Linked DNA regions of Hordeum vulgare: region 1 is linked to region 2. The links are chromatin contacts, called in public Hi-C maps. All regions are on one chromosome and are shown on one strand. Each heading gives the region's core, a stretch centred on a gene start, on an enhancer-like site or on the middle of the called end of the contact. The rest is flanking DNA. Distances are from core to core; before and after follow the strand shown.

What was found. Hi-C and Micro-C count contacts between places; a contact is called where the count stands out from the background.
Region 1: a Hi-C map of leaf shows a contact between it and region 2, with 4 times the contacts expected there. The contact joins the promoter of LOC123401848 here to the enhancer-like site in region 2. A contact is called at or near these places in 4 of 6 Hi-C or Micro-C datasets (leaf and seedling) and 1 of 1 datasets of contacts at active chromatin or transcription factors (embryo).

The regions. Positions count from the first base shown.
Region 1 is chr6H:509,367,461-509,371,812 of MorexV3_pseudomolecules_assembly, forward strand. LOC123401848 reads left to right here and starts at 2,490. Exons shown (of 3, transcript XM_045095706.1): 1 at 2,490-2,928; 2 at 3,029-3,195; 3 at 3,796-4,252. The coding sequence starts at 2,664. The coding sequence ends at 3,894.
Region 2 is chr6H:509,177,103-509,181,411 of MorexV3_pseudomolecules_assembly, forward strand. No RefSeq gene overlaps it. Among protein-coding and RNA genes, the nearest start is that of LOC123401926, 35 kb to the left of the region's middle. Within about 2 kb of position 2,594, at least 2 of the 3 cell types and tissues checked have open chromatin away from gene starts, as enhancers often do. A contact at or near this core is called in leaf, where this site is marked.

The DNA of each region.
Region 1 (4,352 bases), core at 1,240-3,739, 190 kb after region 2:
ACCGCCTGACCGGGACTTTTTTCTACCACCGGTATTAAAAAAATGCTTAGGGCGTCCTCCAGGCCGAGTGGAGATACTCTTACTAGTATTTGTTCACGGACGAATCCGGATTCTTCACAAACAATGATAGGCCGCGATCATTTGTGCCCTAATTATTTGCCCGTGATATAAACAAATTATATTATTCATGTGAACATGATGGAATTCATGCAAACTGATATAAACTTGGACATAATTCACATAAATCGGATGATATTACGTCGATCAACTAACTTTTAAAAAAACAACACTAGTTTGTACCGGATAGCGACCTCATGCGCTTGAGCGGCTGGCCGGCGACCTCATAGGCTTGACCGGCTGGCCAACGACACATTCGTCATTGTTTGTGATGCCGTCGTAGTTGGTGTGAGAGTGATCCTTCCAATGACGAAAGAGCACAGGGGCGTGATAGCCTTGCGTGGCCGCCAATACTTATGGAGGAGCGCTCGACTTCCTCTTGCGTCATGTGGACGGCCGCCTCACCCAACACACACCCTTTGGTTGGGGATCCTTGCACTCGCTAGCGACGACGGAGGTGTCGTTGAGTCACCGACCGATCAAAAGGCCAAGCCTTCATGAAGCCGTCGCCCATCAGGACCCAGGCCGGCGTGGCATCACACTTCATAAATGCCTCAAGGCATGTCACTTCCTCTGCTTCGCCTCCCGGGGCACTCTCTCCTCTGCTGACATGATGATTTGCGATGAGAAGTCGTGGCCACCGTGACCACCGAGGTAGTGGAGGAGACGCACACACACCTTTCCGCGATCATGGGGATACCTCCTCCTCACGACCTTGCCGCATGAGACGCCGGCTCGTCGATGTGGTGGTGACACCCGCTCCTTCACGCAACGTTTGATTTGGACATCGCAATTGGGGGGATGCCTTTACGCAATCTCACGACGACGGGGACGGCAACAGACAACGGTACTTGAGGGACTGGTCGAGCATGATCTCCGTTTGCGCCTTCACGACGAGGGTAACATGACTACTGTTGCTCCAACTCCTTCTCGTTGTCGAAGGAGATGATGATCTCCTTCTTCTCGAAGGAGCTGATTGTCGTGAATGATGATGGCCTCGGAGGGCGAAGGTGGTAGTGCCACAATCCGGATCTGGAAGGCCACTCGGATCTACGACGTGCCGACGCCGAGAACCAAGACTTCGACATCAACGACGGTAGTGAGAGAAGTGGAGCGGAGCAGTTATGAGCAGATATAAGAGGATGTGAGATGGAGCGGTGTGGACAACGTCGAAGCCGCGCTTATATACCCACAACAAAGGCGAACAGACGAGCACCTCGCTTCAATTCGATGACCGGCGGAAGAAAGCTTCTCAATAGCCGCGTCGATATTGAGGAGGCGCATCCCATTCGTTCCGACGTCGTTTTGACCAACATCAAAACCGTTGAGTCGCGTCTGCCTTGAAGCAGGTTGACCGGCACGAGTGCGCGATAACCATTGCACACGAAGAGGGTGTTGGATGGGACCAAGGCGTCGGACTGTACAATGAAGTCAGTCCGAAAGCCCGCATACCTCCCCTGATTTGCGTCCGGTTGCGGAATTTCGGGCATGTAGATTCGTCTGTGTACCAACGGGCTTCATGTTGGATGGCTTTACAGAGTCCGACTACTATTGCTCCTACTCCTTCTCGTTGTCGGAGGAGATGATGATCTCCTCCTTCTTGAAGGACCTGACTGTCGTGGATGTCGATGGTCTCGTAGGGCGAAGGTGGTGGTGCCATAATCCAGATCTACGACATGTCGACACCGAAAACTAAGTCTCCGGCATCAACGAAGGCGATGAGAGAAGTGAAGCGGAGCGGCTATGAGCGAATATAAGATGGAGCGGTGTGGACAATGCCGAAGCCATGCTTGTATACTCACAACAAAGGCGAACACACGACTACACGAGCACCTCTTCGATTGGACGACCGACCGGAGAAAGCTTCTCGGTCGTCATGTCGACATTGAAGAGGTGCATCCCACTCATTCTGACATCGCTTCGATCGACATCAATACTGTTGAGTCACGTCTGCCTTGAAGCAGGTTGACCGACATGAGTGCGCGGTAACCGTTGCATGCGAAGAGGGTGTTGGATGTGACCAAGATGCTGCACTGTACAGTGAAGTCAGTTTGAAAGCCCGCATACCTCGACTGATTTGCGTCCGGTTGCGGAATTTCGGGCATATAGATTCGTCCGTGTACCGACGGGCTCTTCATGTTGGATGGCTTTACAGAGTCCGGACACGTTGGTCCTGTTATTTGCGGACGTTGAGGGTCCGAGATACCCCGAGCACCCAAAAATGCACTAGTCGTACGTGACTGACAACGTCCGTTCACGTGGTGCTCGCGACGCGAAAGCGAAGCGGTCGAAAACGAACCGTAACTACGTGGCCGGTCACCGGGACGGGATATATACCACCACCACCACGGTACCACCCCGGCAACCGAGCCGTTGCTCTCTCTCCTCTTTATAAAACAGTGGTGCACCACACAGCTCGCCACTTGCTCCCTCGCCCACGTTTCCCCGGCCGGCACAGGCTACGTTGAGCCAGGACCAGGACCCACCCAGCTCTGGTCACGGGGAGCGCGCGTCTGCGGGCGGGCGGGCGGCCGGAGCGAGCGGGGATGGGGAACTGCCAGGCGGCGGAGGTGGCGGCGGCGGTGGTGCAGCACCCGGGCGGGCGGGTGGAGCGGCTCTACTGGTCCGCCCCCGCGGCGGAGGTGATGCGCGCCAACCCGGGCCACTACGTCGCGCTCGTCACGCTCCGGGTCGCCGAGGAGCGCCAGGACGCCGGCGCCCGCCGAACCGTGCGCCTCACCCGCGTCAAGCTCCTCAAGCCCAAGGAGACGCTCCTCCTCGGCCACGTCTACCGCCTCATCACCGCCAACGGTGAGCTCCGACTCGAGCTAGCTACGCTCCTCGTCGTCCTCCTCTGCCCCGCTTCTCCCTGCTGACGCTGACATGTGGCATGGGAAAATGGTGCGTGCAGAGGTGACCAAGGCCGTACAGGCGAGGAAGGAGGAGAAGCTGAGGAAGGCGCGGCAGCAGCTCCAGCAGCTGGAGTCTTCGACGCGGCAGAGCAAACTGCGGCCGGCGGCCGACGGTGACGACGATGACGACGACGACGAGGCCAGCTTGGATGAGAGTCTCGATCAGGTGGTTACATGGACTTGCGCTCTCTTCAATCCAACTACTTTTTTCTCCCTCTCTCTGCCGATGCCGCCATGCACGTTCTCTGCATGATTGATGCGCCTTTTAATCGCCTTCTCTCCAAGGGTTACTAGTTAGTTGTTCCTCGCGATTCTCATGTCTTCCTCAGTTCGTCCACACACAACACTGGGAGGATGAATTTTATCTGCTACTAATTGCCATTAGAATTTTCACAGCTATAAAATCTGCCTAGTTTTCGCAGAAATGGCAGCCCTTAGCTCAATGGAGAGAATCACTTTGGAATAGTATTAGTACCTGACAATTCTCAATCCCCAATTGGCACGCATAAAACAAGATGTGGTCCTGTGGATCCAACTGATTGATGCCATTGTACCGTCCAGAAGGGAGTTTAATGCTTAAAATAGGGGGGGAAGCAGAATGATAAAACAATCATGTATTCATGATGATAAATAAAATAGTAAGGAAGAGTCGCAACTAGTGTCAGGAGCAAAGAATCGTCGTCTGCGAGATCCCTTCTTCTGCTTCCGCTCTGAACCGCGGCAACATGCAGATGTTCCACCTTCTGATTACTCTACTTGATTGCAGTTGGCGCGGCAGGACGGAGGAGACGGCCACCGGAGCTCCGGCGCCCGGCACCGGCAATGGCGGCCCTCGCTGCACAGCATCGACGAGGCCGCGAGCTGATGCCCGGCCATACGTGCACAGCCCTCGGTGGATCTTCTGTATTTTCGGCGTCCACCGGGGCTTCGACAGATTAATCTAGCTCGTGTTCATGGGTTGCTGCCGCCCACGTCTGCGTTGGATCGACACCCCGAGGCGAGCGGGCCGCTTCTGAAGCGACTCCGTCGATCGGAGCGTGTCCTGTGTCGTCTGTACATCTTCAGCGTTTCTCGTCAGGATCTGTTAGTGAGAGTGAGACTGCCTTTTTTTTTATTTTCTTCTCTTTCTCTTGATACGTCTGCACCTGATTAAGATGCATGAAACAAGTTCAGAACACGAGTAGCTAATACATCCATACAAGAGATGACGCCATTGCCTTGTACATCGATCTCGTTCAACGTTCATAGCCTCTGATGGCATCAGACATTCCTCTGTATTTTGTTGTCGCATCTCTTGGTGCCGAGCTCGCAATCATGGGCTCG
Region 2 (4,309 bases), core at 1,344-3,843:
GGGATCTTAATCAGATAGTCGGAAGCCATTTGTTTCGTGTTCCCTTGTGTAACTCGTCTATTGTTTTAAAAATAGATTATGCGACTAGCCTCTTCTTGCAATCCGACCAGAGACTAGATGCCGTAGCACTCATGGTAAAAAACAGCAACATGACTCATGTTCCAACATGTTGCAAAAAACCCGCAACATAACCTCCATAGTAAAATGTTTTCGCAACAAGACCTTTGTTGCAAAGTAGAGAAAGACGTGTGACTAATCGATTGTGTCATATCTGATGATCCGTTTGCCGACACATAGCAACTCTTTTTTTTATGTTTCACATCATTAAGATTTTTTTAGCATATGTCATTACAAAAATTAAAAAGGTAAATCTAGCATTCGAGAAAATGTGTATAGAAACATGTTTCTCATGAACACGAAATATATATAATGTGTCTAAAAAGTGGATCATTAATTTAAAATTGTTAATTAATCATCTGAAAGATGTTAACCAAGTATTTGAAAAATATTAATCAAGCACTTAAAAATGTTAATCAGGTATAATAAAAATGGATAAAAAATATACATGTATAAAAAAGTTGCTCATCTATTTAAAAATTGCTAATCGCCTATAAAAATACTGATCATGTATTTAAAAATGATTTAACGTGTATTTTTATTGTTGAACATGGGATGAAATTTTTAACGGCAATGAAATATGTTCCACACACAACGTTAGGCCCATTTCTTATGCTAGAATTTGGTGATTCTCCCAGAATCCGACCCTTCCCGAGCTTCTTTCAGAATCTTTGACCCCAATTTGTTTTACAATCCTAACTAATTAGACCGTAGCTAGATGTTACATCAACAACATTTTTATATACACGCTTAACATTTTACATACATCATTAATTTTCTTAGTATATGTTTTTTTGGGTCTACTTTTACGTAATATTATATACATGTTTAACATTTAACATATTTCTTAATACATGACCAAAAAAGTTATATACATGTTTAACATTTAACATATCAATGACCAACATTTATTTATATAAACAAAAGTAAAAACAAATAAAATCCATGAAAACCAAAAAAGAATAAGAGGAAACCAAAAGAAAATGAAAACCTGAGGGAAACAACTAAAAATAATGGAAAAGGTAGAAACCAAGAAAAAACAAAAAGAAATCTGATGAAAAACAGATAAGAAAAGAAAACCAAATGATGAAAAAACATTGAAAACCAAGGAAGAAATTAAAACAAGGAAAAAGAAAACAGAAAGAGAAACAAACAGAGACGGAAAAAGAGCGAGCGAGGAAAAATAGATAAATGGATCGACCCAGTTGTTATGGATGAAAAAAGTCCATCAGGTAAGAGAAGCGCTAAATAGGGTTTGCCTCAGAGTTATATCTCGCTGAGCGAGGCGGACGTAGCTCTCGTCTGAACCGTGTATAGTAACTGATGGGCCCATTAACACACTATTCAAAAAATTGAGAAGAAAAAGGGAGTACCCAGTGATCAATCCCAGGTCTCCTGGATGTTGCGTAGTGCCGCAAGCCACTGAGTCACTATCAGGTTCGTGGTAAAATAGTTGGGCAGGACCTACCTCACGTAACAGAGCCCTTTATTCTACAGTTGATCTAGCTTTTTTTTTTTCCATCGGTTTTCTTCGTTTCTATCTCTATGTTCAATAAATAAAATCCTTAGTTTACTTTCTTTCTCAGTTTTCATTAGCCTTTTTTACAGAAGTTTTCTTTCTTTCTTGTTTTTCTTTGTTTTTCTTTGTTTTTCTCAGTTTTCACTATTTTTCTATACTATTTTGTTGTTATATATCGGAACACATTTCTAATATGCAACTAACATTTTCAAAATACATTGTTAAGTTATTCTCCATAGAGAGTTAGTATTTTTGAAATGCTTGATTAACGATATTCAAAAACAATATTATAATTTTTTGATGCATGATCAACATTTTTGTACACAGTTCATAATTTTTAAATGCTTGGTTAACATCTTCCAAACACAAGATTACTATTTTTATGCATTTTTAACTATTTTCTATATATGTTTAACATCTTTCACATGCATTATTAGCATGTTTGAAATACAAGTTTAATATTTTAAATACATGGTCCACATTTTTATATACACATTTCGTTTTAAGAAATTATTTATTAAATACTTTGAAAATACGTGATTAATATTTATTCAAATAATTTAGACTTATTAATTTTAAATACTTGGACTAACATTGTTTCAAATACATCTCCAATTTTTTTACATACACTGTACATTTTTTATATACATTTTCATTATACATTAGAAATATTTTATCTAAATATATATATAATTAAATGCTTGGTTAATAATTTTTAATGTTTTTGTAAAGTTATTTATTTTAATCAATTTATTTATAATATTTATAAATACAAGAAAATATGAACGAAAAAGACATAATAAAAACGAAAACAAAAAACGTGAAGATTAAAAGAGGTTGTGTCATCCCCTGCAGCTGAGCTGGCCCAGAGTTTTTTTTATAACAAAGCTGGCCCAGCGTTATTTGCTTGCACGGGCGAAACTGAGTTATTTGGCCCCTTCTAAGCTACATCGGCGGAAATCTTCGTAAAAGCCCATGATATCCCCGTTATCTGCTTTCAACGTTGCAAGAGGGATGCAAATTTGATAGCACATAATTTAGCTAAATACTCTTTCCAATCAAAGTCGGTTATCTTTTAGGATGAGGGTCCTTCCAGTTTCTTACATCCTTATGTAATTCATGATGTAACGTTGTTGGCTTCGAAATAAAGTGCGCCGGATAGGCATTCCCAACAAAAAAAGGTCACGTCACCTCAACGAACTGCGTAGCAGGCTGCCAGGTAGCTATAATTTTACTTAACTTTCTACTTTCGTTTTTCGTTTTAAATACTTTTTAAATATATTGTAAACATATATATAATAAGATCGAATCACATAAACTTTTAAAAGCATTCATTGTGCAAATAAAAAATGGTCATGCAATGTAAAAAAATATTTTGCGCAATTTTAGACAAATATATGAATTCTACAAATATTGTTGTGAAATTTAAAAAATGTTTGTGCTTTTATAAATTATGTTCTTGATTTTTTTAAATACTTATACATTGTAAAAAAACCTTTGTGTAATTATAAAAATAAACGTGTCATTCCAAACAATGGTCCTTGCATATACAAACATGATCAACTGTTTTAAAAACATGTCAATGAATTATTTGAAAAATGATTGTACAATGTTAAAAAAGTGTTCATGTAAAAAAATTAAAATATTTCGTACCATTCATATGAAACTGAAAACATGCACATGGTTTTTAATAATATATTCATGACTTTTGTAAAAATGTTTATAAAATGTAAAAATATGTTAGTGTAATCTATAAAAAATTGTATACAAAAATGTTGAACATGTATTGCAAAAATCTGCAAGTTTTTGAAAAATGAAGGAAAAAGTAAAAAAAAAGCCTAAAAAAGAAACAATGAAAAGCCATATAAAAAACACATTGAAGCAGAGAAGAAGAAAACCACACAAAAGATTCTAAAACTGGTTTGAACCGATCCATAGAAGAAGGCTCGCAAAGTCATCTAGGTAATTACAGTACTAGGTAGGCGAGGCTACGGCTCACATAGCCCTCGCTGGTCTAATATACTCCCTCCGTTCCAAAATTAGTGTTGTAAAATAAGTATCGTAAAATTTGTACTAAATTATTACTAGATCAATGTTACTTATTTTGGGAAGGAGGAAGTAGCATATTTTTTTGTGAGTGTGCTTGCTATTGAACGTTTACCGAGTCAAAATGCTTGGCAAATGCACACACGTGTATTCCTGAGCCGACCGAGCTTTAGCACATTCATGTGTGCATTGTTTTCATTATCCTTTTTGGTTGCTTTTCTGTTGACTTTATGGGTCTATTTTCTATTTTTTACTCTTAATTTTTGATTTTCCTAATCTTTTTACTACCAGATGAAAAACGTCCGTAAACATAGAAAATGTTAAGGTTTTCAGAAAATTAAAAAATTACAATATACCACCCTTGGGTCTTAGGGCAATGTAGCCGGTTCATAGTTGGTTTAACTTAAATACGTTTGCCTCCTTATTGCCTACCCGGCTTGTGCTTAGGTGGAGTTGTGGTCTCATTTTCTACCTGAGATGCAAAAACGCCCTATTATCACATAGGTTAACATCCCGATTTTGCATGGATCTGCTTCATGATATGTTGAGATCTTCTTTCTAATGGTTTGCTTATGTTTTAAGTAGCGTTTGTTAGAATCTACTTCCTCCGTCCTAAATTAAGTAGCT